Linked DNA regions of Mus musculus: region 1 is linked to region 2. Evidence: chromatin contacts called from public Hi-C data. All regions are on one chromosome and are shown on one strand. The core of a region is the stretch at or near the end of the contact, and the rest is flanking DNA. Distances in the headings are between cores, read along the strand shown.

What was found. Hi-C and Micro-C count contacts between places; a contact is called where the count stands out from the background.
Region 1: a contact with region 2 is called in a Hi-C map of the HPC-7 cell line, with 2.3 times the contacts expected there. The contact joins the promoter of 5830418P13Rik here to the enhancer-like site in region 2. A contact is called at or near these places in 1 of 15 datasets of contacts at CTCF or cohesin (large pre-B cells), 11 of 484 Hi-C or Micro-C datasets (B cells, DN3 thymocytes, the HPC-7 cell line and 4 more), 6 of 115 datasets of contacts at active chromatin or transcription factors (the 230-238 cell line, the SCID.adh cell line, double positive thymocytes and 2 more) and 3 of 9 other capture datasets (adipose tissue, liver and pancreatic islet).

The regions. Positions count from the first base shown.
Region 1 is chr9:103,421,149-103,426,309 of GRCm38.p6, forward strand. It overlaps 5830418P13Rik (RIKEN cDNA 5830418P13 gene), which reads left to right and starts at 2,430. Exons shown (of 6, transcript NR_040466.1): 1 at 2,430-2,481. It overlaps Bfsp2 (beaded filament structural protein 2, phakinin), which reads right to left. Exons shown (of 7, transcript NM_001002896.3): 7 at 3,776-3,996. The coding sequence ends at 3,993.
Region 2 is chr9:103,343,923-103,348,970 of GRCm38.p6, forward strand. Topbp1 (topoisomerase (DNA) II binding protein 1) reads left to right here. Exons shown (of 28, transcript NM_176979.5): 23 at 3-114; 24 at 869-1,032; 25 at 1,820-1,957; 26 at 2,762-2,851; 27 at 3,005-3,166. Among named protein-coding and RNA genes, the nearest start is that of Cdv3, 19 kb to the right of the region's middle. Within about 2 kb of position 3,354, at least 22 of the 459 cell types and tissues checked have an H3K27ac peak or open chromatin away from gene starts, as enhancers often do. A contact at or near this core is called in the HPC-7 cell line, where this site is marked.

The sequences.
Region 1 (5,161 bases), core at 1,180-3,679, 76 kb after region 2:
CTCACTCCCTCAGCAGGTTGATCCCTGAATATGCTTATCTGATGGCAAACACAGAGTCCAGTGGCCCCTTCCCTAATCCCTGTCTTGGAATGTCGGAGTTAGACATCCTAGCCAACCTTTCATGTGTCACTTGAGGTAAGGTAACCTTGTGGGGAGCCTGAAGCATGGACTATGTCTCAGAATCTTGGGGGCTGTCAGATAAATTGTGCCATGGAGGGCAGATGCATGGCCCCCCCCATGGAGGTTGAGACCCTTTAGGAGGGTCTAAGAACCCTTTTCATAGGAGTCCCCTGAGTCCACCTGAAAACAGACATTACATTACAATGCAAAACAGTAGCAAAACTAAAGTTATGAAGTAAAAACAAATACTGTCATGGGGGTCCCCAGAACATGAGGAACTGTATTAAGGGTCGAAGCATTAGGAAGGCTGAGCACCACTGAGTTAGAGCCATCTGACATGGAATCGAACTAGGGTCATCTGCATGCTCTTAACAGCTGAGTTGTCTCTCTAGCCTCCAGACTCAGATAAAATTATTTAATTTTTGGTAGAACACTATCTTGTATTCTGGAACCACTCCGCCTCACAAAAAAGACCCTTTCTGTGCAAACTGGGGGTGGTGATGCATGCTTACAATCCCACTACTTAGCAGGTGGAGAGAGGCACAAGTTCAAAGTCATCCTCAGCTACTTAGCAAGCTCGAGGATCCCGCCTCAAAACCAGAACCAAATCAAACCAACAGTAGCAACAACAACAAAAGGAATAGCAGTGCGGTGGCACGGAGCCTTTAACCCCAGCACTCTGAAGGCAGAGGCGAGCGGCTCTCTGAAAGCTCTAGGCCACCACGGTCTACATAGTGTGTTCTAGACTAGCCAGGGGTACATAGAAAGATCCTGTTTGTAAAAAAGGAAAAGAAAAATGTATATAATATGTTGGGTATACTTATACTAAAAAAAAAAAAAATGTTGGTTATCTGACAAATTAAACCAGGCATCTTACATTTCTGTTTGCCAGTGGCAACCACTGCTAAGATTCTGTATTGGCCCAAATCCTATCTTGCCCAGAGAGGCAGTCTATTGAGCCAGCAAGCTGGCTCATTGGGAAAGGCACTTGTCACCAAGTCTGATGACCTGAGTTTGATCCCCTGGGATTAACATGGTGGAAGGAGAGAACCAACTCCCAAAAGTTGTCCTCTGACTCCACCAGCACCCCGACAAGCTCCTCCCAACAAACACATGGGTGTAATTAAGTAAAAGCTGGTGAGGTGGCCCAAGGGCTTATTGAAGAATGTGTGTAGGGCAGTTAAACAAAGGGCAGTGAACTGGGTGGCACTTACTGAATCCTGTAGTGGAGAAGCAACTGAAATCAGATTTATCTTCATGCCTTTGGGGACAAAATGAATTCAGGGAAGGGGCCATGCAAACTGTACAGTGCCACGTTGCTTTGTTTAGTCCTTGCCCCACCAAGATTGTCAACCCATGAGAACAGAAATGATCTTCCTTATATGGGTATTCCCCCTCCCCCCAGTCTGTCAAAACATTTGAGCATCAATCCATGCTTAAAAGAATTACCAATATCCTTGAAGTACAATTTAAGGACATTGTTATCAAAGGATGTGGGGGTCTCAACGCTAATGGGTGCTATTATGGTATGTGTGTGTGTGCGTGCGTGCGTGCGTGCGTGTGTGTGTGTGTGTGTGTGTGTGTGTGTGTGCGCGCGCACGCGCGCTCTCAAGCACACACCTGGAAACCCAAAATCCATGGAGTTGAGTAGTACGGTGTGGAAAGAGCTTAGGAGGAATCCAGCCAAAGCCCTTTACCCATCTACTCCAGAACAAATGCTCGTCACCACCGGCAGCAGCCTCCCCCACCACCTGTCAGGGAACCACTGCCAACGGGTAATTGTACCGTGATGTTGTGAGAGGAAGTCTGATTTTCAAAAGGCGCTGGCAGAATCCAGGGGCCAGCGGGGCCTTTTCATACCTGCTAACGAAGCCTCATTAGAAGCAGCAGGAGCCTGCGCTGGGAACTGGAAGCAGCCGTCAGTCATGATCTTCCCCTGCCAAAAGGTGATTAACTTTCTGACTCGCGGCACCTGCTCGTGGAGATTTGCAGGGCAGAAGAGTCTAAAACTCGCAGCCCCACTGGGAGAAACCCTTGAGAGGGCGCGCATCTACTCTCCTTGCATACCAGTGGCTTCCAGATTCGGCAAAAACAAACAAACAAACAAACAAACAAACAAAACCCCAGCATGGGGTCCTCTTCACCTTCCAGGCCCTGGGCTGTGTAGAGGTTGGAAACTGAAATCTTGGCTTGGAAATAATAATTAAGGATAATAAGAAAGGCAAGAAGGTCTTGCAGCATCCAATGTCGCTGAGACAGCTGCACTGTCTTCCTGATGGCTTTTGCACCCAGGTGGTTCAATTAGGAGCAGTTCGCAGCGAGCAAGCTAGCAGGGCAGTGGAGGCTTAGCTGAAACGGAGCGTAAGTGGTGTCTTTTCTATTTCTGGACTTCAGACACTGAATTATGTAAAGATATTGTGTAGAGTCTAAGTAACTGGCCTTCTGGGAGACTCGTGGGTTCTCTTTCTTTGGTCCTGCAGGCCAGCAAGGAAATCTACGGGACAGAATCCTAACCAGGACACACCTTGCTTCTTTTAAAAGGTTGTTGGCTTGTTTTGTTTTTTGAGACAGGATTCCTTTGTGTAACAGCCTTGACTGTTCTGAAACTCTTTTTTGTATGTCAGCCTGGCCTTGAACTCACAGAGATCCACCTGCCTCTGCCTCCTGAGTGCTGAGATTAAAGGTGTGCAACCTCACATTCTCGGCTGTTTGTTTTTAAATAAAGGTAAACACTGTTTATTGGTCTTTTTGGGACTTTACATCCATATGAAGGTCTTCAAATGTTCCCACACAGGGATGTATCCCTCTGTTGGGGTAAGTAGCTCACAGTGACAAAGGGACAACGACGGAGCTTATCTTGGTCTAATTCTGTGTAGCAGGCAGGTAACAGAAACAGACGTGTTTGTTTTTGTGGTGTGGTGGTGTGTGGTTTTAGAAGCACTGAGAGCCTGTGGTCCCACACAGGTGGTGGTTTCAGTTGTAATCTGAGGGCAGGAGGGTCTTGCCTTCGTGGGAAGCAGATGCATGAATAGATTTGGCTGGCCCGAGCCTTGAGAGGGCTGGCGTGGGGGGCGGGGGGGGGGGGTGGAGGGCGCTGGCATGTGGATCCCAAAAAAGAAATGTTGAGGCTGTAAATGGGTGAACTACCACAACCTAATTAGTCCCCCATGGGTTGAAACTGATGGAGAGGTGTTATGCTATGGGCAAATGAGATGTGTGTGTGTGTGTGTGTGTGTGTGTGTGTGTGACAGAGAGAGAGAGAGAGAGAGAGAGAGAGAGAGAGAGAGAGAGAGAGAGAGAGATTTGCATGTGACCAGGGTACCCGTCAAGTGCAGAACTTTTGAATGAACAGCCTTTGTGTGTTGATAAAACCAGAACAGTTGACCTTGAGGCAATGATGAGACTGATGGACTCATTTAACAGGCTCAACATGCTGTCTAGAAGCATCCAAGAATGGCTCCCAGTATGGGGGGTGTAGTGTATCATACACACTTAGCATGCATGAGGCCCTGGGTCCTATCCTTTGAACCAACAAAACAAACACACGCACATACTCATGAAACACCAACCCAAATCCCCAAAGAGGCCCTGGGACCTGCAGAGAAAAGGAAGGGTTTCTGCACCACCAGCAAGTTAGCCACAGCAAATGGCAGACTGGGAGCCACACGCAAAGTATTTATTCAGAGAGGCCTCGGTTGTTCAAGCTACAGACTACAGAAATGGGAGCAGAATTCTCTCCACCCCCAGGGAGCTCCGTCTGAGTCAGCTAGGGAGTCCAGCAGCCACTGAGGTTCTTCAGACGTCACCGGTGGGCTGCCGAGGAAGGCAGAGTTTTCTTTGTGAAAAGAGGAAGTCGTTTTTTGGTTTTCCCATTAGCTGAAAAGAAACACACGTGAGTCAGAAGCGGCAGAAACGGAACCTCAGTAAAGATACCACGGTAGGAGTGTGGGAAAGGAAGCCATGTTATGAGAAAGAATTTGGTCTTTGGAATAAGACAGTGCCAAGGTTCGAACCCCTGTTTTGTGGTTTGATGGATTTTGGACAAATGACTTCCAGAACTCTGGGATGTGAAGTCCTGTCAGTAACTGGGGATGTGTGGTGATCTGGTGGGCACAGGAGGGAATGAGGACGGCCAGGGTTAGGGCTGGACATCTGCGGAACAGCCATTCGGTGGGTACTTGAACTACATACCACCCCTTTACTCCTCCATGTTTATTTAAAACTTTATATATTTACTCATATGCGTGCAGGAATCTGAAGGATTTAGTTTTGTTAGGAACATCTTTCACATTCCACAGAAAGCAACTGGACAAAAAGACAGTTGGGGGAGAGAGATGACGGTTTTTCCACTTGAAAGGAGGTGCTGGAAGGTTTGCAGATGGTTCTGTGGTTGTTCATCCCAGCAATGGGATGCTATGCTCTTTGAAAGAGGGCCACTAGTCCCAGAGTTGCTTCAACCTCTGTGTGTGACCGTGGACAACCCCCACCCTCCACATGGGCCTTCCCATTCTCTCTTGAGTTGTGAGAGGTTGGACAGTGTGATCCCTAAGTAGTCTTTTGTACTTTATTTTTATTTATTAGTATTTGTGTGTTTGTGCATGCATATATGTGTATGTGAATGCACACATGTAAATGCTCACACACATATACACGTGTGCCACGGTGCATAATAAAAACCAGAGGGTGATTTTGTGAAGTCAGTTTTTCACAAAAGGGACAGTGGGCAACTCCACTGTCATTCATAACACCTTGTTTGTCTTCCCTGTAGACTCCAAATTAAACATAGTTTTCTCAGCAGCCCTGCTGGTATGTCACTCAGCTAGAAGAAAGTCGACAGGAAGCCTCTTCAAAATGTTTGAGAGACACTGGCTGCTCTTCTGAGGACCTAGATTCAACTCCAGCACCCATGTGGTAGCGTACAACTATCTAACTCCTGCCCCTTCTTCCGATCTCCACGTGTATGACACAGGTGATTCACAGACTTACATGTAGGCAGAACACCCACCCATAAAATAAAAATAAATAAAAATCTCAATTCAAA
Region 2 (5,048 bases), core at 2,104-4,603:
AGATTGAAACACAGGAGGAGACGCACAGAAAAGTTAAAAAACAGTATGTGTTCCAGATGTCGTCTCTGAATTCTCAAGAGCGGATTGATTACTGTCGCCTGATTAAAGACTTAGGTGCCATTATTTTACTTTTTTTTTTTTTCAATTTTCTTCCAATATTTTACTTTAAAACATTGTTATTACAACTTATTTAGAATACAAATGCAAACATATTTCTATCATGTGTAAAGGGGAGGGCAGTTGAGAAAAGAACATGGTTAAGTTTTGGATTTTGTTGGTTTTTTTTTTGGTTTTGTTTTTTTTTTTTGAGACAGGGTTTCTCTGTGTAGCCCTGGCTGTCCTGGAACTCAGTCTGTAGACCAGGCTGGCCTCAAACTCAGAAATCCACCTGCCTCTGCCTCCCAAGTGCTGGGATTAAAGACATGTGTCACCACTGTCTGGCTATGGGCAAGTTATTTAAGCCTACACATTGAGTCTGTTCTGCCTCACAGACCCAGGTACACAGATAGGCAAAATACACATACATATAAATAATATATATATATATATTTTTTTTAAGTCAAGGGTGGGACTGGGGGTTGTATGGCTCAGTGTGAGTTTTTTTGGGGGGGGGCATATATGAAGCCCTGAATTTCAACTGTATACACGGGTCAGCATTGGAAGTTTTATTTTTTATAAAACCCCAATCTACATTTCAAATCACTAGATCTTGGAACGCTGAAGGCAGGGATGGAGGGCGATAAATTAAAGTGAATGTTACTTTTACATCTCTAGGTTGATCATTTTATATAAATAATTTTTATGCACAGTTAACATTTTTCTAGAAAGAAAGTTAAGAACTAGTAGATGCCGTTTCTCTCCATACAAGGTGGGTCGGTGATCGAGAAGCAGTGCTCTGACCCCAGCTGCACACACATGGTTGTGGGCTACCCACTGCGCAATGAGAAGTACTTAGCTTCTATGGCAGCTGGTAAATGGGTGCTTCATCGCTCCTACCTAGACGCTTGCAAGACAGCTGGGCGCTTTGTGCAGGTGTGTATTCATATTCCTGTGAAGGTTTGTTCTCTTGTTAATGACTTAGGAGATCCTTGGTCATCCCCTCACCGTGTATTTAGTTTAAATGACCACACGTGGCCAGTCAGATTACAGCTGTTCTGTGAGGATCTTTGAAACAGAACAAAGTCTGCAAGGTCGGGCTGCTTTATTCACATCCCTTTTTATTAAAATATTTTGGTTGGCATACAAAAAAATGAGTTTTTATTGTGGCCTGCTCACTTTTTGTTACCTAATTTATCGGTGCTTTTTTATTGAAATGATTTTCTCTTAATGAGCAGATTCAAGATAGCCCATTATAAGGCTTTTTCTTTGCTGTTAGCTTATCCATATTAAGCAGTTGTAACAAGCTGGGCATCACGGTAATATCTACTGTGTCGTTTCCGAAGCTTCCAATCTGAGCTCCTTGGGACTTGTCTTAGTTCATACCTCCTCAGGCTGTGCTCTCATGAAGCCAAATACTAGGGTATTTTACTAAGTTAGGTATGCTACTAAGTTGCCAAAATACAGCTGTCTGGCCAAAAGGTTTGTTTTGGGGAAATTAGTTTCTGGTTTTAATTAAAGCCAGCTGTACTGGTTCTTCACATAAAACTGAATAAATGGAATGAGTTCCCAAAGTAGTGTTCTCTATCATTCGTGTCTCTGTAACGATTGAACTTTCAGCTTTGATCTTGATAGACTGCAAGCTGCTGGGGGCCAGATACCCATGCTTAGTTAGCACAGTGCTGTGAAAGGAACCCACAAGTTCACTGGCCTGGTTTTCTAGGAAGAAGACTACGAGTGGGGAAGTAGCTCCATACTTGATGCTCTCCCTGACGTCACTGAGCACCAGCAGAAGCTCGCACTGGCGGCAATGAGATGGAGGAAAAGAATCCAGCAAAGTCAAGAATCCGGCATTGTTGAGGTACTATTGTGGGATTCAGTATTGTGACTTGTTTTAAAGAGCATATGCCTGACCAAGTAGTTCTGATTGTCTTTTATTCCATAATTGATATATTTAGTTGCACATTCTGTGTTGAACTAAAATTTCTGTTGTGCAGGGAGGCAGAGGCAGGAGAATGTTTGAATTCCAGGATATCTGAGGCTATGTAGAAATCCTGCCTGAGACAACAAAGTATTGTGTTACTGTAAGATAGGGTCTTCTAAAGATAACTTGTCTTTTCAGGGTAGAGCATCAGGAGTCCTAAGCCAGGTCTGCAAATTCTCTCTAAGGAGTCTATATACTTTTGAGTAAGGAAATTATGTCCTTTCTTTCCTAATTGCTGATTGCTAGGGTACTCCTGTAATCCTAGCACTTGGGAGGCAGGAGAAGAGCAAGAGGTCAGAGCTAGCCTATGAAACTTTGTCCTTTTTCTTTTCTTTCTTTCTTTTTTTTAAACTAATAATGGGTTGAAGAGGCCGCCCAGGGGTAAAGGCACCTGCGCTGCTCTTCCAGAGAACTCAGATTTAATTCCTATCATCAACATCTGTAAATCTACTTCCAGAGGATCCAACACCCTCTTCTGACTTCTGTAGGCCCTGCATGCAAGTGATACTTAGTATATGTAAATATATGCAAAAAACCCACTGAGTTTTGTGTGTGTGTGTGTGTATAGATAGATAGATGAATGACAAGAAATTACTTGACACTAAACAATTAAATTCATGCATTATCTCTGCATTTTGAATGTTTAGTATGTTAAAATTACATGTACTTATTTTTAAATAGGGAGCATTTAGTGGCTGGAAAGCTATTTTACGTGTTGATCGGCCCCGAGAAGCTGGGTTCAAACGCCTTCTTCAGGCAGGAGGAGCAAAGGTTTGTCCTGAATTAATTTACTGCTATCCTAGGGGCAGGTTTGCACCAACTTGTCCAGCAAGGTTTCTGTGATGTCTCCCTGCCCTCTGCCTTTGAGGGGAGGAGCATCTGCTATGGAGCATGAGGGGATTAACCCTTCCTGTTTTTCATTAGGTGTTATCTGGTCATCCAGAACCTTTACTTAAAGATGCTACGCATCTCTTTTGTGACTTCAATAAACTGAAACCTGATGACTGCAGAGTTTTCATCGCAGAGGCTACTGCCCAGAACATGGTCTGCTTGAAAACAGAATATATCGCTGATTATCTCATGCTGGTTTGTCACATTCTACTCTTCCGTTTATCATTATCATTTTTATTACTTGTGTGTATATGTGGGGTGGGGAGTTGGCACATGTGTGCTCGTCAGAGGATAGCTTAATGGAGTTGGTTCTCTCCTACCATGTAGGTTCAAACTTAGGTTGCCAGGCTGGTAGCAAGCGCCTTTACTTGCTGAGTCATTTTGCTGGCCCCATACTTCCTTATTTCTAGAGATATGTGTATGTTTGTAGATGAACATCCACACATTTACTCTTGGCTTGCTGCTAATAGAATTGACAGTCTGCCATTCTCTAGTCTTTCAGTTTAGTTCCATTTCTATATTGGATGCCTGTAAACTTTTTAGCATGAAATTTAAGTATGACAGGTTTATGAAAATCTGGGTAGCTATAGATGTTTTACAAGTTCTTTAAAATATTGGGCTATAAAGAAAGCAGGGGGCTAGAGAGTTGGCTCAGAGACAAGAGAACTGGCTGCCATTGAAATCAGACTCAGTTCCTACCTAACAGTAACAGACCTACCGTGTGTACCTGTGTTCGTGTGTACCTGTGTTCGTGTGTGTGCTCGTGTGTGTGTGTGTGTGTGTGTGTGTGTGTGTGTGTGTGTTCGTGTATAGAGGTGTCTGTGGAGTTCAAAAAAAAAAAAAAAAAAAAGAGTTCTATTCCCTGGAGCTGGAGTTATAGGAGGCTGTATCCTGTCCAGTATGGGTGTGAGAATCAAACTTAGATCTCTTAAGTGCTCTTAACTGCTAAGCCATCTCTCCGGCCCTAAATGAATGGATTTTTAAACTGTATACTTGCTTCCTAGGTCAAGCAACATTTTAATATAATCAAGTAACATTGATTTATTACATAGCCGTTTCTCATTTTTTTTATGCATTTCAGAGTTTTGGGGAAATCAGAACATGTGTCTCCTCAAATACTTAGCATGTGTATCATTAACTAGAATCCAGTATTTGTTTACTTTTCTCTTAGAAGAGCTGTTGTACAGTGAAATTTGTAGATAACAGTTCCATCATGTGAGTCAGCCTCCTGATAGATGATGGCCTTCCAAAACCCTTTGGTATCAAGAGCATGACCTCATTTCAACAAGCATCCTTGGGGCCCTTTTCAATGACCTCTACCCCAGCCCCACAGAGATAAGCTTGTTTTATTATTTGTCCCCAGAATATATTAATCTTTCCTTAGTTTGAGAGCTTTTTATACCTGGCCTTAGGGAACACTTAGCATACTGTCCATGTGTCTAGGTCATGGTGCATGTTAGCTAGCTCATCCCTTATTATAGAACGTTCTGTCTGAACAGAGCCCCTGGGTGACTTCCCTTCAATGTGAAGTAGTGTAACTGCTGGGCTAAGTATACATTTAGTTTATGTGGTCTGGATAGCTTTAAACTTGCAGGGCTTCCTACTTCTGTCTCCTAGTACTAGAATTGCATGGTATTCACTATCAGACTCTTCCTAGAAGAGATTTGGTGTCACTTTATAGTCACTTGACTTTTAGCATCTGGTATGGCTACAGTGGAGGTAGTAGCATCATGCTTTAAAAGAATCAGTCTTTACCTCTCTTACTCTGCCTCTCTTTGCCTCCCATCCTTGTCCTGCTAATTGCTGTTATTACCAGCATGTATCTCGTTGTTTATGAGCTTTTTTCACTTGGTACTCCAGATTGGCCTTAGGCCTTAAACTGGTTTTGTTTGTTTGTCTGTTTTCTTTCAATTCTGATGGAAAATAGGTTATAGACTATAGATCCTGGCATTTATCTGTTTGCATTACTTAACAAATAACAGAAGCAGCTGAACTGTCAGTTCACATTTTAGTCTTATTAAATAAAGGTTGTGTGTGTGTGTGTGTGTGTGTGTGTGTATGTATGGCTCAGAGGCCA